2 separate regions of the Mus musculus genome follow, and region 2 is linked to region 1. A link is a contact called in public HiChIP or PLAC-seq data. All regions are on one chromosome and are shown on one strand. Each heading gives the region's core, a stretch centred on a gene start, on an enhancer-like site or on the middle of the called end of the contact. The rest is flanking DNA. Distances are from core to core; before and after follow the strand shown. Region 1 overlaps Pakap (paralemmin A kinase anchor protein). Region 2 has its middle 3.5 kb from the start of Gm35402.

The links. HiChIP or PLAC-seq counts read pairs in DNA pulled down with a chosen protein or histone mark.
Region 2: a CTCF HiChIP or PLAC-seq map of the NIH/3T3 cell line shows a contact between it and region 1, with 5 read pairs. The contact joins two enhancer-like sites. A contact is called at or near these places in 2 of 15 datasets of contacts at CTCF or cohesin (the NIH/3T3 cell line and embryonic stem cells), 1 of 484 Hi-C or Micro-C datasets (embryonic stem cells), 2 of 115 datasets of contacts at active chromatin or transcription factors (embryonic stem cells and stem cell-derived neural progenitor cells) and 1 of 9 other capture datasets (embryonic stem cells).

What each region holds. Positions count from the first base shown.
Region 1 is chr4:57,671,019-57,676,302 of GRCm38.p6, reverse strand. The region is part of intron 4 of Pakap (paralemmin A kinase anchor protein); the gene reads right to left. Among named protein-coding and RNA genes, the nearest start is that of Gm52699, 52 kb to the right of the region's middle. Within about 2 kb of position 2,577, at least 107 of the 459 cell types and tissues checked have an H3K27ac peak or open chromatin away from gene starts, as enhancers often do. A contact at or near this core is called in the NIH/3T3 cell line, where this site is marked.
Region 2 is chr4:58,028,421-58,033,704 of GRCm38.p6, reverse strand. No RefSeq gene overlaps it. Among named protein-coding and RNA genes, the nearest start is that of Gm35402, 3.5 kb to the left of the region's middle. Within about 2 kb of position 2,049, at least 6 of the 459 cell types and tissues checked have an H3K27ac peak or open chromatin away from gene starts, as enhancers often do. A contact at or near this core is called in the NIH/3T3 cell line, where this site is marked.

The sequences.
Region 1 (5,284 bases), core at 1,328-3,827:
AAGTGGGTCTTTCCAATTCTTTAAAGACACAGAACTGTGCTGGTTGAAGGGGAGAGCTAATTGGAACCTCTGCCCACACCATCTCCTGCCTCCGCTTGGCTGTTCATTGGAGCACAAGTAGATTTGGGTACAACTCCACCTTGGAAGCATGAACAGTGTGGTGCTATGGCTCCACAGTGCATGGAAGAGTGTTCGTCCACAGCCAGAGTTCACATTGCACTGCTGAAAGATGCTTTGAGCAAGGAGCCCTTTCTTCCTGTGTCCATGGGCACCATGGGGTTCCATGAGTCACCCAACCTGCTGCCCAATAAACAGGGCCTCTGCCATTTGATACCCTAGAAGGGAGGATGTCGACCCTTCAAAAAGCATAGAGGACATTGTACCTGCGACAGAGACTCAGAAAGTGGTTAGAGTTGGGGGTGGGGGAAGGAGATAGGAGGGTTAGGTAAATCCAAACAGACCTTTCCGAAGGAAACTTAGTCAGAGCTTTTGGGTGTTCCTAACCATGTTTTCCGTGCTTGACATCACTAGGTGACAGCCCTTTTTCAGTGGAGAAGTTTGTCTCTCTGCTGGGACAATTCCAAAGTTATTCTAAGAGTTCCTGCACGGTGCAGATCAAGCCAATCAGGAAGCTCCTCCGAATGGGCTCAGCCCAGCGGGCTGTTTCCCTGCTCCAACACTTCCTGGCATTGTTCTCCGGCTTATTCTCAGAGGTGAAACTCTGGGCCCCGCCCCTTGCTCGCGGAAGCTGCGGGCTTGTGGCCCAGCTGTGGCCCAGCTGTGGGTGACCCCGTACGAGGCTCAGGGACCAGACACCAGGCAAGGGGGGCGGGGGGGAAGCCTGTAATGAAACGAGTTCCTAGCCCGGGTGAGCAAAGCAGAAATGATAACAGGCAAAGTGCCTGAAAAGCAGGAGGCTCTGGGATCCTGAGAGACGATTCTGGAAGAGTCAGCATCATTCATTAATGTTTACCGAGTGACTGCGGAGGTTGGGGGTAGGAATTGCTGCGGGGTCTCCACATAAGAGAACCCCATCCTCTGATGAGGAAGGCGGCTTTAACGGTTGTGACATAGCACTTAGCAGAGCTATAAAATCCCAGTTATGGAATGTTGGACGCTATGTCTCAGTTAGGGTTTCTGCTGCTGTGATAAAACTCCAGGACAAAAAAAAAAAAAAAAAACAGCTCGGGGAAGAAAGGGTTTACTTTAGTTTACACTTCCAGTTGCTAGTACACTGTTGAGGGAAGTCAGGGCAGGAGCTCAAGCAGGGTAAGGCTGGATTCAGGAACTCAAGCAGAAGCCATGGAAGACCACTGTTTACTGGCTTGCTTCTTTCTCATGCATGGCTCACTCAGCCTGCCTTCTTATAGCACCCAGGACCACCAGCCATGATTCCACATTGATCTGGCCCCTCCTACATTATTCATCAAGCAAGAAATGCATATGGGAGAGAACCCACAGGCCAGCCTGATCAGGGCATTTCTTAATTGAGGGTCCTTCTTCCAAAATGTCAGCTTGTGTCAAGTTGACATGAAACGAGGCAGGACATGCTTTAGCTACCCAAACAAGGACAGGACAGAATTTCACAATCTTGATGCCTAGAGTAAGATCTTACGGGAGGAGAAAAATCACCGAGGCACAGATGTGTTTAGGAGTCCTGGCAGCCAATGAAGAGTGAAGGCGCAAGTGGGAATGAGAATCTCAGAAGGGGTGAACTACATCCAGCTTTCAGAACAGGAACAGGAAGTGACGGGGTGGGGGTGGGGTTAAGGGAAGGAGGTTGATCCTGAAAGGCAAGTCGTGGCGGTGGGAGCTGCAGAGAGCTCAGCAGTTAAGAGTGAGGATTCAAGTTCAGATCCAAGCACCCAAGTTAGAAGGCTCACAAACACTTGGAACTCCAGCTTCAAAGAATCCCACACCCTTTCTTGGCCTCTGTTGGCTCCTGCGCACACATGTCCACAAGCACTCACACAGACACATATATACATACATGTAAACTTTAAAAAAAAATTAAAAGAAGTGATTGGATCGACTATGTTCTAGAAAGACTGTGCGGAACCAAATGTGGTATGAGCCATAGTGGAAAACAAATAGTTTTATTTGCTGTCGTTATAATGGCATTGGTGACTTCCTAACCAAATGCTGTGCGCTACAGTGGCCCACAGGCTGGGGGGGTGGGGGGGGGGCAGAAGAGATTAAGCATCATTCAACTGTGAGACTGTGCCTAAAAATGAATGGGGTTGCCCAGTGTCTAGAATTTGTGTGTGTTCAGCAAGACCTTGGCTTTCTCCCTTCTCAGCCCACCTCCCTGTCAGACTAGTTCCTACAGCAGCTGGGCTGCCCGAGACCCACAGGGCTCCTCTTCCTGAGAAAGGGGAGGAAATTCGACAGCAGGTAGTCCTTCCTCCACTGGAGATCTAAGGTTAAGTGTGAGTCAAGGAACATCAAGCCTGTAACTTAAAAATCTCCCAAGGACTGAAATTGTCTCTACTCCACAAGTTCTCACTACAGGGACAATAAGCACCCGCTAAGATGCTTCTCAACGCCCTCATCCGGCCAGAGCAGGAAACACCTGGAGGAACAGTCTGCAAACACAGGCTTGTCTTCCAGTGATCCCAGGCACCCGACAATGAACCCTGGGAGGGCTATAGACACATCTCAGCCCAGCACTGCTGGCCTCTTTGGAGCCTCTCTGACATTTCTTTGTCAGTCTACCCCCTCACAGATACAACAGAAACATTCTATCTTTAAAATGCCAGTGAGAAGGTCCTATGGCGCTTTTTGCTGCGGCTTAGGGTTTTGAGGTAGAAGCAGCTTCGCCCTGGCTCAGGCTCATGTGTGCCCCCTAGTGGCTGGATCATGTAAAGGCTCAGGGATGGACTGGGTTTCAGTGAGGATGGCTGGTCTGCATCCTAGGCGGTCTCTTAAGTCAGCTGAGCTGACCACTATCTTACCATATTTATTATGGTGTTTTGAAACAGCTATTATGACGAAAATGCTATTCTGAGAAAGGTTTGGATTTCTGGAACTTTCAGTCCACATGTAAGATTAAGATTTCCCTTACATCAGGAACTCCCCAATGGAAACTTCCAGATGCAAAATGATTCATGTGTAGGGATCAAAGCCAGAGAATGGCACTCCTTAAGCCAAATTAGAGTTTTTGTAACACGTGAGTTCAGAGCCAAAGAAAAACAATGCCGTTTAAGATTTCTCCTGTACTGTGCAAGACATGTAGCTCAGTGGCAGAAACACTTCCCCTTTGTTTGCGAGAGCCCCACTTCCATTCCAGAACTGGAAAAATCAAAACAAAATGATTTAGCGACAGATTTAAGCTTTTAAGCAAAACCTTCTGACAGAGAGACAACCTGATAGACCATTTGAAATTCAAGAACTGGAAAGCGAGACATAGACTGAAAAGTCTTTTATTTATTTATTTTTAAAAATTTCAGACTGAAAAAACTTTTCCAGGAATGCTTGAATTTCAGTTTTGGTTTTGCAGAGTCTCGTGTAGGCTGGTGTGGCCTTGCATTCACAATGTTCTGAGGGGGCCTTGACCTTCCGATGCTCTTGTGTCCACAGACCTAGTGCTGGTATTGTAGGCATCACCACTACTCCTGACTTCTAGGTTTCAGATTTTGGGATACTTGAGCATGGGTAATGGGAGTCCTTGGAGATGGGATGGAAATCTTAGTTACATTCTACATAGGCTTCATTCACATAGCCTGACGCTAATTTTATACACTCAATATTTTAAATCATTTTGCCTATGAAACAAAGGCTCTTGGTGTGGAATTCTCCAACTGTGGTATTATAACACATGAAGCAGTTTCCAGCTTTGGAGCATTTCAGAGTTGGGATCTGGAGGATTAAGAATGCTAAAGCTATAGGGCATAGTGTGCTGAAACTGAACACACTGGTCACGCTTGAGACAGACAGACAGACAGACACACACAGACACACAGACACACACACACACACACACACACACGGGACGGGACGGGGGGAATCTGTGCAGCCTGCTTGTTTTAGGCAGAGGTGTATTAGCTGGGTTCTATTAAATAAGCGGGGTTAGGAGTTCCACTAAGTTAACGTTAAAATTTTTTTGAGGTTTATTTACTTGTAAAATTATATGTGTATAGGTGTTTTGCCTGCATGTATGTCTGTGTGCCACATTCAAGCAGTACTCTCAGAGGCCAACTGAGGATATAGGATTCCCTGGAACTGAAGTTGTACACTGTAAGTCATCATGTGAATTCTAGAAATCTAAGCCATGTTTTTTGGAAGAGCAGCCAGTGCTTATAGCTGCTAAGTCATCGCTCCAGCCCCTAATCTGACATTTAAAAATAGCTCTCTGTCCTTTCCAGACTGAAACACTGGCCAAATACCCACACCTCAGTTTCTCCATCTGTGATATGGTAGCAGTTATAGCTATGAAACTAACAATTATGAGAATAAATGAATTTGTGCTTAAAACACCAAGAATACTGTCTGCTATCGTAAAAGCCCTGTTTAAAGGTTTGTTCTTCTTGTCAATTCTAGTGCTTTAGAAATATTGACAGGTGATTTGCTAAAGGCAGCCTGCACAGCTTTACAGGACAACCCAAAACATACTGGCTAGTAAATGCACATTTACCTTCTTAATCCTGTTATTAATTATTATTAATTACAAGCTTAGTTGTAAGCTTGTGGCCTAGAAGATTCGGGAACATGTGAGGATTCTGATATTAAGCTAGAAAACATAAGTGTCTGTCAATTGAACTCTTACAGGAACACTAAAGCTTGATATTAGCTTTGAGAATGGTGAATGGCAACTGTATACCCATGTTAACATCTACATTTAAAATAGTCAAGCTGGGCTGGGGATGGATCTCAGTGGTAGAATGCTTGCCTAGCATGTAAGAGGTCCTGGGTTCAACTTTCAGAAATTCAAAGATAAAAATAAAATAAATTTTAAAACTAAAAAAAAAAAAAAATTTTTTTTTCAGATTCAATTTCTCCATTCAGGAAAGACTTGGGAGGCCATCTAGTGGTGGACAAAGCCACCCTACAAACTGAGGTGTTTGGGAAATATCTGTCACTTGCAGATTTGGTCATGTGTAGTTACTTGGGAAGACAGAGTTCATTTTATCAAATCAAAATGTTCTCAACCAGACCGCTTTATAAACTTGTCGTCTTTAGATATTGGTGCCTCCTCCCTTCTGTGGTGTGCAGAAAGCTCCAGCAGGGCCACGTGACCCGTGAGCCTGGTTTGTATCAGCAGTAACTGTGAGAGTTGCTGGCTGAG
Region 2 (5,284 bases), core at 800-3,299, 360 kb before region 1:
TCTTACAAACTTAGATTCAATAAAAACTGATAAAACTAAACCTGGGGTGTCTATCATTGTCTCTGTGATATTTGGCACATGAAAACTCACAGTCTCAGGTGTCATCATCACCCAAGATTCTAGGAGTACTTTCTGCATCAAAGAAAGCCTTGTGATGCTTTTGTCTGGGACCTTGTTCTTTAAAAAACTGGTCTGAAGAGATGGCTCAGTGGTTAAGAACATTAGCTGCTCTTCCAAGGACTTAGGTTCAAGCCCCAGTACCCATGATGGTTCACAGTCATCTGTAACTCCACTCCCAGGAGATCCACCTCCCTCGGTCTCCACAGGCAGCAGGCACACACTTGGGGCACAGACACATGCCAGCAAAACACTCGTACACACAAAGAATAAAATAAAGAAATGAATATAACTCTGCTACTTCTAAGAAAACAAAAAACCAAAATACTAAAACAAAGGAAAGCAGTGTTGCCTGAGTTCTCTGAAACTCTGAACGCCCTAAGCATGGGTTTTTGGTTGGTTTGTTGGTTTTCTTAATGAATCACTTTGCGCTGTGCACAGGCATGCTAAATTCTGACAGGCTCCTCCTCGCCAGCTCTCCTAAGAGCAGAGTGGAGACTATGAGAACAAGGAGTCAATTGAGAGCTTCTCTGCCTTTTATAATAGGCTCATCCACTTTCACACATCCAAGCTGCCTTCTCCACCCAGCCCTGGTCCATCATCTCTTCTCTGGTGAGTCACAGAAACACACATAGGCCTACCTTCCTGGCAGCAGTATCCCGACTCCTCCTTCCTCTGTGGTTTTGCCTTTCTGTTGCTGATATGACTGTCCTTCCTTTTTCTCTTATTTGCTCCCACTTCAGATCATGTGGAAAATGTATCATCCCTCCCAGCATCCAGCCCCTGCAGTGAGTGGGGAACTTCAGCCCCACCTCTGCAATGCAATGCTCAGAAGGGGCCTTAGGACAGGGCTGTGCATCAGCAAGCACCAGGGCCTGCCTTCATTTTCAGGTCCAAAACTTAAGGCTCAGGCTGTGTGAGAGTTTCCAGAGTAAAGTCATCATCAGTGAGAGAGTGGAAAACAACCTTGGCCACTGCCCCCAATCCTTCAATCCTCCAGATCCATGGCTCTTCTCCTTAGAGCCTCTCTCTGCTCTAAGAAAAGCATCAGCCACTGCACAGTCCTGGAGTGTATAAAGGGTGTGAACACAGACTGCACATTCGTCTTCTAACAGTGGCTTTGAAGGCACAACAATGTGCTCAGAAATGAGCTTAAAGATATGCTTGCGTATGTCTTTGGGAGCAAGGAAGGAAGATGAGCTAAATCAGTAAAGTACCTGCTGATCCCATAAAAGTCTGAGGATCTGTGTTGAACAGCCCTGGGATCCACACAAAATGCCAGGTATAGCACATCTCTAACTCCAAACACTGGGTAGGGGGGAGGGGGACAAAAGTAGGTGGCTCCCTGGAGATCACTGGATGGCCAGCCTGCTGAATCAGTGAAAACTTATTGAATGACTGAGGAAGACACCAAATATCAAACTCTGAGCTCCACACATATGTGCACACTAACGCACACACAGAGACACATATACACACATCTGACACACGTCGGCACACATACACTAAGAAAGGATTGGCAAGGAGAACACAGTATGAAGAATTGGAAATGACATGCTCCAAGCTTGCCCTTTGGCATTCATACAAAGTCAAACATTAAGTTCCCAATCTGTGACACATCTCCTGGACTGCCTTCCTCATTATCCATTTTTTTATAGCAAAATTATATGGTATTGACTGAGGAATTGTTGTTCTCCTCCCTAGAACTTTGCCATGGTGACTAAATTATCTCTTGGGCAAAAACATTTGGGAACAAATACACACACAGAGAAGGGGAGGGGAATGCACACACATCATCCTATCAAGATTCAGTAAAGCTGTATATATAAAGGCAATAAAATCAAAATACAACAGATGTAAGTGGTGGGGTGCAAAGAGCCTAGCACCTTCAGATCCAACCACTGGACTCCTTGCTTTCTAAAACAGTGTGGCCCCTCCCTTCTCAGACCTCAGTGGTGATGATTCACACTGCAGAGAAGCTGAGCCGGAGCTTTCCCATCTCTCCTCTTCAATCTTCCTTTAATCTCTCTCTCTCTCTCTCTCTCTCTCTCTCTCTCTCTCTCTCTCTCTCTCCCCCACCCCCACCCCCGGGCACAGATTCCTAAGTACACAATATCTCTGTAATTCTCTGTAATACATGTTGAGGAATTACTTTCAGCACTTGCCTCTACCTTTCCCTACCAGATGTCCATTGCTCCTGCATCAGTCATATCTGCTTATGACATGCTTATCACTACACACCCACTTTGGCAACAGTCTAGTGTGAAGGACGGCAGGGAGCACTGCTCACATCTCAACATCAAACATACATTTTGAAGGTAAAATTCCTCAGAGTGGGATGGAAGTCCATATCCTCAAAACCCGTTTCCCTAAATCCTGCCATGCCTTCCACAGAAAGCCTGCTGTTGCATTTTCAAATTTCAACATATATACTTTTCAGTTTTTGAAAGTGATTATGTCATTTCCCAGGCCTCTCTGTATTGTTTTCTCCATGTTTTATCTTTGTTTGTTAAGAGGTAGGTTGGATGTAAAAAATAAAAGAAAGGAAGACAAGCAGGGAAGAAGGGATAGAGTGGAGGAGAGGAACACCAGACTGCCTCCAGGTTATAAGGTTGGTGACTAATGACCAACCATGAGTATTTTTGTTCAGGCTTTATTCATATTAAGTAAATTTGGAATTGTGAACTATGCCTTCTCTGTAGCCTGAGCACACCCAAAAGACTCTGATGCAGTTCTCAAATTGGACAATAACTGTTTTAGTTACTTTTCTATTGCTGTGACAAAACATGACCATGGCAACTTATTTTTTAAAAGGATTTAATTGTGCTTATGGTTTCAGAAGGTTAGAGTCCATGAGGACAGAGCAAAGACAGGGCGGCAGGAACCGGCGAGAGCTCACATCCTGATCCATAGGCAGACGGCAAAGAGAGTACACTGGGAATGGCCTAAGTCTTTTGAATCCTCTAAGCCTGCCCCCAGTGACACATCTCTAAAGAAAAGCCACACCTCCTAATCCTTCCCAAACAGTTCCACTAACTGGAGATCAAGTACTTTAATAGATGAGTCTATGGGTTCTCTTCAACCACCACAATAGCATGTATCCCAGGCAGAATTATGTTGAAAAAATAACAGTGGAAAATGTCCAGAGGATCACAAGAGACTGTCGGTCATGCAATAGCTAGAGTTCTGGGAATGCAGGTCGGTGGTGGAGCACTTGACTGGCAGGTGCTGTATTCTATCTCAGCACTGGGAATGGTGGTGGGGAAATGGTGGGTCATCTTTGTTTCTTTTCCTGCTACTGTAATAATCTACCTTATAATGCCACACCACCTCCAGAAGGATCTGTGTGACAAGTTCCACAGACTGAGGCAATTGACCTCAAAAGGGGGAGGCCTCCTGGAACCAGTTGTGAAACTCTTCGCTGGAGAAAAATTATTGAGCCGTAGTTCTCATGGCAATCTATCTATTTTGTTTCTCTTATTCCTTTTCTTATTTTACATGTTTCTGGTAGCCTAGGCCAAGATCTTAAGTGAGAATAATGAGTAAGAAACCATCCCTTGAGATGGTGTCACTAACATGACCTTATCTCCGGGGAAACCAACGCTTAACTTTTTAAATCATTTACAAAATTATTATGATAGATAAAAACTTTCCCAACAATAAAATTTCATATAGCTACACATGTGTCATCAGAGGTGAGGTTTGGTATATGGTAAATAAAGCCTTATTAGAAAGAATTAAAATAGTTTGAATTTATGTGTTGAAGATTTATAAAAAATCAGGCATTAGATATTAAATAATAATTGACCATATGGGGATGGAGAGTTATCTCAGAGGTTAAGAGCATTGACCATAAAGATTTATTAACCTGCTCTTGGAAATATGCCACTGGCCTTGGACAACTGTCCCACTGAATATATCCTTTTAGAATTGTTATATTTGATGACTTAGATTAATAATGATGTTACCTAGTCTGTTTGTGATTCACTGACTATATAGTTTCAGAGTTGTAATGCTTGGATGATTTTTGTGCTTTACTGTGCCAAATGATTTTTGTTGGTATCTGTGATTGTTTCACTGGATACAGTTTCTAAGAGTTATAATGCTTGGCTTTTTAATGTATAAAATTCCCTGCTTGAGAGCTGCAAAATATACTCAGATTCAAACTGCCTCTGTGTTTGTTTCTGTTTGTCACCTTACCCACATAGCTTCAAGGACCCTCATTCCAGGGCCTCTCTTACCTGACTGGGGTGGTCCGTGTCACTATAACAGCAACTTAAGGGAGAGAAGGTCTGTTTTGGATCACAGTTCTCAAGAGATACAGTCCATCATGGTGGGGAAGATATGGCAGCAGGCAGTGAGGGAATGATGGTGGAAGCAGGAGAATATATATAAAGAACTCAAGAAGGTGGACTCCAGAAAATCAAATAACCCCATTAAAAAATGGGGCTCAGAGCTGAACAAAGAATTCTCACCTGAGGAATACCGAATGGCTGAGAAGCACCTGAAAAAAATGTTCAACATCCTTAATCATCAGGGAAATGCAAATCAAAACAACCCTGAGATTCCACTTCACTCCAGTCAGAATGGCTAAGATCGAACACTCAGGTGACAGCAGATGCTGGTGAGGATGTGGAGAAAGGGGAACACTCCTCCATTGTTGGTGGGATTGCAAGCTTGTACAACCACTCTGGAAATCAGTCTGGCGGTTCCTCAGAAAATTGGACATAGTACTACCGGAGGATCCTGCAATACCTCTCCTGGGCATATATCCAGAAGATGTCCCAACCGGTAAGAAGGACACATGCTCCACTATGTTCATAGCAGCCTTATTTATAATAGCCAGAAGCTGGAAAGAACCCAGATGCCCCTCAACAGAGGAATGGATACAGAAAATGTGGTACATTTACACAATGGAATACTACTCAGCTATTAAAAAAATGAATTTATGAAATTCCTAGGCAAATGGATGGACCTGGAGGGCATCATCCTGAGTGAGGTAACCCAATCACAAAGGAACTCACACAATATGTACTCACTGATAAGTGGATATTAGCCCAGAAACTTAGGATACCCAAGATATAAGATACAACTTGCTAAACACATGAAATTCAAGAAGAAGGAAGACCAAAGTGTAGAAACTTTTCCCCTTCCTAGAAATGGGAAC